Regions from separate parts of the Mus musculus genome. Here region 2 is linked to region 1. Evidence: chromatin contacts called from public HiChIP or PLAC-seq data. All regions are on one chromosome and are shown on one strand. Each heading gives the region's core, a stretch centred on a gene start, on an enhancer-like site or on the middle of the called end of the contact. The rest is flanking DNA. Distances are from core to core; before and after follow the strand shown.

Region 1 (2,755 bases), core at 184-2,683:
AGGACACACAGTGAATAGCGTTCGAATTCGGAGTCAGATACTCATCTGGTGCTGAAGGCAAAGCTGGTGGGCGCTGAAAGATGGGAGGTTTCCCTCTGTGAGAAGGGGGCACCTGGTAAAGATTCAGGAGACCTCCCTACTAGATTGGCAGGAATCAGTTCATCACCGCATGATTGACACTTACTTCTGTTGGCTGTTGGAAAACAAAGCATGTTTGATGCCTTGTTATTATCACAAACGCTGTTAGAAGTGCTTTAATGTTATCTTACAAGTGTTAGAAGTGCTTTAGTGCTATCCACCTCCCTCTACGTATTCATTAAGACTTTTTGGCTGGGCAATATAAATTAATACATCGTTAGTTTAATTCTATGGGAGTATCAACAGCTGTGGCTGACAATGAATCCCTTTACTGATAAGGCACACTTGAGAACACACATAGCATCCACCTTCTCTTTTCTCTTTTTCTTTTCTTTTCCTTTCTTTTCTCTCTTTCTTCCTTTCTTTCTTTCTTTCTTTCTTTCTTTCTTTCTTTCTTTCTTTCTTCTTTCCTTCCTTCCTTCCTCTCTCTCTCTCTCTCTCTCTCTCTCTCTCTCTCTCTCTCTCTCTCTCTCTCTCTCTCTTTTTTTAACAGGATTTCTCTGTATAGCCCTGGCTGTCCTGAAACTCACTCTGTAGACCAGGCTGGCCTCAAACTCAGAAATCCACCTGCCTCTGCCTCCCAAGTGCTGGGACTAAAGGTGTGTGCCACCACTGCCGGGCTTCGATATAATTCTTTATAAAAACTTTTATCTTATGCATATTTATGGTTTACCTGTGTATGTCTGTGCATCACATTCAAGACTTACAGATTAGTTGTGAGCCCCCATGTGGGGAGTCAGAACTGGGTCCTCTGAAAGGGTTGTCAGTGTTAACCGCTGAGCCATCCCTCAGCCCTATAGACTGTAGTTCTCGATTTTGGAGCAGAGATCAGAAGGAACCCTGAAGACTAGATTTGGGTACTAAACTTGGGGAGAGTCCCGCGGGTGTGAACTGCCTGAACTGTTCTGTTGGCTATGTGGAGGAACTACCTTGTATCAAAGGGAGGCTTGCAGGTTCTGGGGCCCTTCCTGACCAAGGCGGAGGCTAAGGCGTTAGCTAGGGCACAGCCGTAAAGTAGTCCAATGTCAAAAGAAGATTTACAACTAAGTCCAAAAAAAAAAAAAGTCTTTAAAATGTGTCTTACATCCAGTTTGGAGCAAGAAACCTGGTCGTCAGCTGTCCGTGGCTCCCCAGGAGGGGGCTCGCACCCCTCAGCCTGTGCCATCAGCTCTGACTCAAGCTCAGTTGCGGCTGCGGAGGACCAAGGGCGCGCGCGGGAGGCGCCCAAACCGGCGGGGAAGCCCGGTCTCGGGTGTCCCCGCCCACAGGGGCGCGGCCGCGCGGCGCTGTCATTGGTGCCCTGGAAGCTGACGCGCAGCACTGGCCGTGGCCGTGGGGCCCGCGGAGGGCGGCGCGCGGCTGATGAAACCGGCTCGGATTCCGCCCGCGTGCGCCATCCCCTCAGCTAGCAGGTGTGAGAGGCTTTCTACCCGCGGTCTCCACACAGCTCAACATCTTGCCGCCTCCTCCGTGAGTACGCGATCCTTGTGATTGCCCAGGAAGCTCTGAAAGCCTGAGTCACCTCGGTGTGCGTGTGTGTCTGTGTGTGTGGCCTCGGGTGGCGTTTCAGGCAGGGCGAGGGTTCTTCTTATCCTCTCCATCTCCGGGGGATGGGTGCGTGGGGCGGGCACCAGTGTTCCGGTCGCCTCCTCCGAGTCCATCTTGGTCCTTTGCAGGCGCGGCGTGGTGCATGATGCAACAGCGGGAGGGAGTGAACACGGGCGACCCGGGTGACGCCCGCCACGCGTGGCGCCGTGTGTAGGCTCCACGTGGGCGCGGGGACCCATCTACGCAGGCTGCCCCGGGTGGCATCCGGAGTCACGGCAGTCTGGGAGACCTTCCCTTACATGGCGCGGTGCGCGGCACCCCGCCCCGCCACGCGGTCCCGGGCAGTGTCGTCAGCCGAGCCGCGCGCAGGATGGACTCTTGTCAGGTCTCGCAGGCATGACCCGAGACCTGAGATTCCTGTCCTCCGGGTCGCCTCATAGTCTCCAGAGGTCCCTTTGGAGGGACTCCCTCTTGGGTGGGTTTTCCTTGTGACCCGATTCGGCCTGCACAGACTGTTCTTCCAGATGGTGTGGAGTGGGAGGAAGTTCTTCCGGCTCCGTAGACAACCTGTGCTCCGTGTGTTTCTGTCCAGTGGAAGACTTCCTGGGCACGATCAGGTCACCAGCCAAGGGTGTCCGCAGAGCAGTCCAGTGTCGCTCGCTCCAGCCCACTGCTGTGTGGACTTGTGTGTTAAGATAGCCAGACATGTGCTGGGATAGGCAGACATGTGCTGGGATAGGCAGACATGTGCTGTCAGGAAAACAAAACAAACTAAAAAACTACATTTCCCAGCACCCACAGTTATACTCTCACGTGCAGGAGGACAGGGTTTCAACCATAGGTGTATTTCTTCTAAAGGTGAGTAAACTTTCACTAGAATCCGGAGCGTTATCTTCTGCGTTATCTTTTGGTTGACTGTCTTAGCTGTCATGGAGTCAGCTGGTAATTGGGATTTTTGTAACATTTCTTGCCCTTCATGTGTGGTTAAGATAATAGGAAACCTCGACACAGTCATCCCCCTGGTATTTTTAGTTGGTCTCAATGGAAATTATTATTTTGACTAGAGCAC
Region 2 (2,700 bases), core at 137-2,636, 250 kb before region 1:
GGAAGGAGGAAAGTTTAGCTAGATACACAGTAGTAGTATCTAGTGTAGTGCGGAATCTCAGTCTCTGGCAATGAACACGCCCAGGAACAGCTTAAGTGAACTGGTTCATTTATCGGGAGGGAGAACATGGTATTTATGCCCCTGGGGAGGTGGCCAGGGTCTCTGGAGCAAGGTTATGTGGCTGTGTACCACTGGCCAGGGAATAGGTGTTAGAAGATGCTTCATCTACATACTCAGGAGCTCTAGGGTCTTGGGAGGGGATGGGTGGGGGATGGGAGGGAGGGGGAACCTTGTACGGCCAAACAAGAAGTGAGGCCTGATAACCGTCAGCGTAATACATTCTTACTAGGGTTGATGGTGGGGGAGCCGGCCTTATGGTGCCAGATTAGGAGTAGGGAGGTAGCCAAGTCCTGCCACCCTCATGTTTGAGATACCCAGGGTTGAAGTTCCCTCGATGTGTCCTTCATAAACCTAGGCCACTATGGTCCCGCAGCTAGATGATGACTGAGGTTCTTCTGACAAAAGGCAGATTGACACAGGAAAGCAAACAAGGTGAGCCGTAAAGGACGTGGAAACCCTTAGAAATGAGGACCCGAGGAAACAGAGAAACTTGTGTCTTGGTACTTAGATTTGATGAAGAGTAGACTGTTATATGGAGGGACTCAGCAAGAGCTGTTTACATTCTCTGTATTCCTGTGCCTTCAGGGTGGGGGTAACCCCTTCCTCTCCAGATATTGAGCATCTCTCCCGTGAAAATCTTATGACCGACTTTAGACAAAAGCCAGCGGATTCCTAGATGGTTTGTCTGATCCAGAGAAAAGAAGAAATGTCACAGGCTGCGTCCTGGGTCCTCTCACTGGCTTGCATGGTGCAGATGACCTACCTCAAAATGGCTTGGTAATGACTGCTCTACCAGCCCTTTACAGGCACAATGACCCTGACAGACAGATGTGTCCGTCTGTCTAACATGTGTGTGGCCAAGAATGTAGCCTGGAAAAGCTCAAGAGAGAAGATAGCATTTGAACGGAGCCTTGAAGAAAAAACAAACAGGATTTTTCCAGTCAGAAAAGGGAGGTAATAAAAGCACTCAAAGATGAAACTAAGAACACAGGGATAGCCGGGCGTGGTGGCGCACACCTTTAATCCCAGCACTCCGGAGGCAGAGGCAGGCGGATTTCTGAGTTCGAGGCCAGCCTGGTCTACAAAGTAAGTTCCAGGACAGCCAGGGCTATACAGAGAAACCCTGTCTTGAAAAACCAAAACCAAAACCAAAACCAAAAAAAAAAAAAAAAAAAAAAAAAAACCACAGGGATAGTTTGTCAAGCAGGGGTGGGGTGGCCTTCCTCCATCCCTCAGTGACTCTTCTTGAGTGTGCAATCATCTCTGATGGCACATAACAGGAGGGGTCTGGGAACACACTCAGTCCTGGTGTCTTTTAAAGACAAGCGAGCCAAGCCTGAGGAAGGTGGATGACAGACATTTCTAGACATAAATGGCGGACTGATAAAGGTTGCACAGAGCCCTGTTAGGAAAGCAGATTTCAGCCTCGCAGGCATCTTGCGTAATCCCCACAGGGTTGCGTTGGAAAACTTAAGACCACCATTGAAACAACTGACTGAGGACTGTGCCCTGCGGGCTGGGACATCGCTGTAACAAATGCCTGTGGATAACAAGCAGACAAAGCAGAAAGGTTTATTTGGGCCGCAGTTCTGGAACTTTGGGTTCCAGCCCATGGTTGGGTTGGCCCTGTCACGTGACCAGGCAGCTCATTGCAGCCTTGGCAACAGTGGAGCAAAGCCTCGGGCCTCACATCCAGGAGGCAAAAGAAAGAGACACACCCTCAATGATCTAAGCCCCTCCCCCACGTGCCCCTTTCTAAAGATTCCACCCCTCCGCACAGTGCCATCCTGAGATCAAGCCCTCAACACATGGGCTTTTTGTAGGGGGTGGCGTGGGGGCTTCTAGGCTATAATCAAGACTCCAAGGGCTTCGGGGAGCATGTCTTTTGGGAAAATTTACGCTGATCCAATAGGTGGCAAGGAGAAGATACTGCTGGTAGCTACAGAAATTCATCTCTTGAAGTTTTATGCTTCAGCACCTGTGATTAAAGAAATAAGTCTAAGTCGGGGGGGTGGGGAGGTAGAAAAACATCTGTGCCTACAACTAATTAAAAATACTTGTGATCAGCGAACACCCTCCTCTCCTGCATTCAGGTAACAGCTAATTAATGTTAGCAGGCAGCCTGGAAACCCGCCCCTCTGGGAAACATGTTGAGCATGGATTAGCTGTACCTGTGACGGCGCCTGATATTTGAGATCATTCCAAAGGATTTTGTTTGTTTGTTTGTTTGTTGTCTGTCTGTTTGTTTGCTGGCTTCAGCCCTAATTTTGAGAGTAGAAGCAGAGTCCACACCTCCACCCATTGATTGGGATTTCAGAGGTGTCTATTGGCACAGCTAATGCTATCACTCCGGATGCACGTTCCCTCTTGCCAATGGGACCAGGAGCTTCCTAGCAAACAGGAGCTAACACCAGAGTGCTCTGAAGTGGCTTCCCTGGATTCACATTGTTAGCATATCCCCTAGCCGGTGGCTCCTTCCATTGACGGTATTCAGGGGTGCCGGTTTCTCTGGTAGTTACAGGATTCTTCTGTTGACAATATCCAGTGGCTTTTAGGGGGGGGGGGGGGAAGTAAGTCTGC

Evidence for each region. HiChIP or PLAC-seq counts read pairs in DNA pulled down with a chosen protein or histone mark.
Region 2: a contact with region 1 is called in an H3K4me3 HiChIP or PLAC-seq map of embryonic stem cells, with 24 read pairs. The contact joins the enhancer-like site here to the promoter of Slc7a1 in region 1. A contact is called at or near these places in 2 of 39 promoter capture datasets (both in embryonic stem cells), 1 of 484 Hi-C or Micro-C datasets (granulocytes) and 2 of 115 datasets of contacts at active chromatin or transcription factors (the SCID.adh cell line and embryonic stem cells).

The regions. Positions count from the first base shown.
Region 1 is chr5:148,398,582-148,401,336 of GRCm38.p6, reverse strand. Slc7a1 (solute carrier family 7 (cationic amino acid transporter, y+ system), member 1) reads left to right here and starts at 1,433. Exons shown (of 13, transcript NM_007513.4): 1 at 1,433-1,608.
Region 2 is chr5:148,648,392-148,651,091 of GRCm38.p6, reverse strand. No RefSeq gene overlaps it. Among named protein-coding and RNA genes, the nearest start is that of Gm36140, 16 kb to the right of the region's middle. Within about 2 kb of position 1,386, at least 16 of the 459 cell types and tissues checked have an H3K27ac peak or open chromatin away from gene starts, as enhancers often do. A contact at or near this core is called in embryonic stem cells, where this site is marked.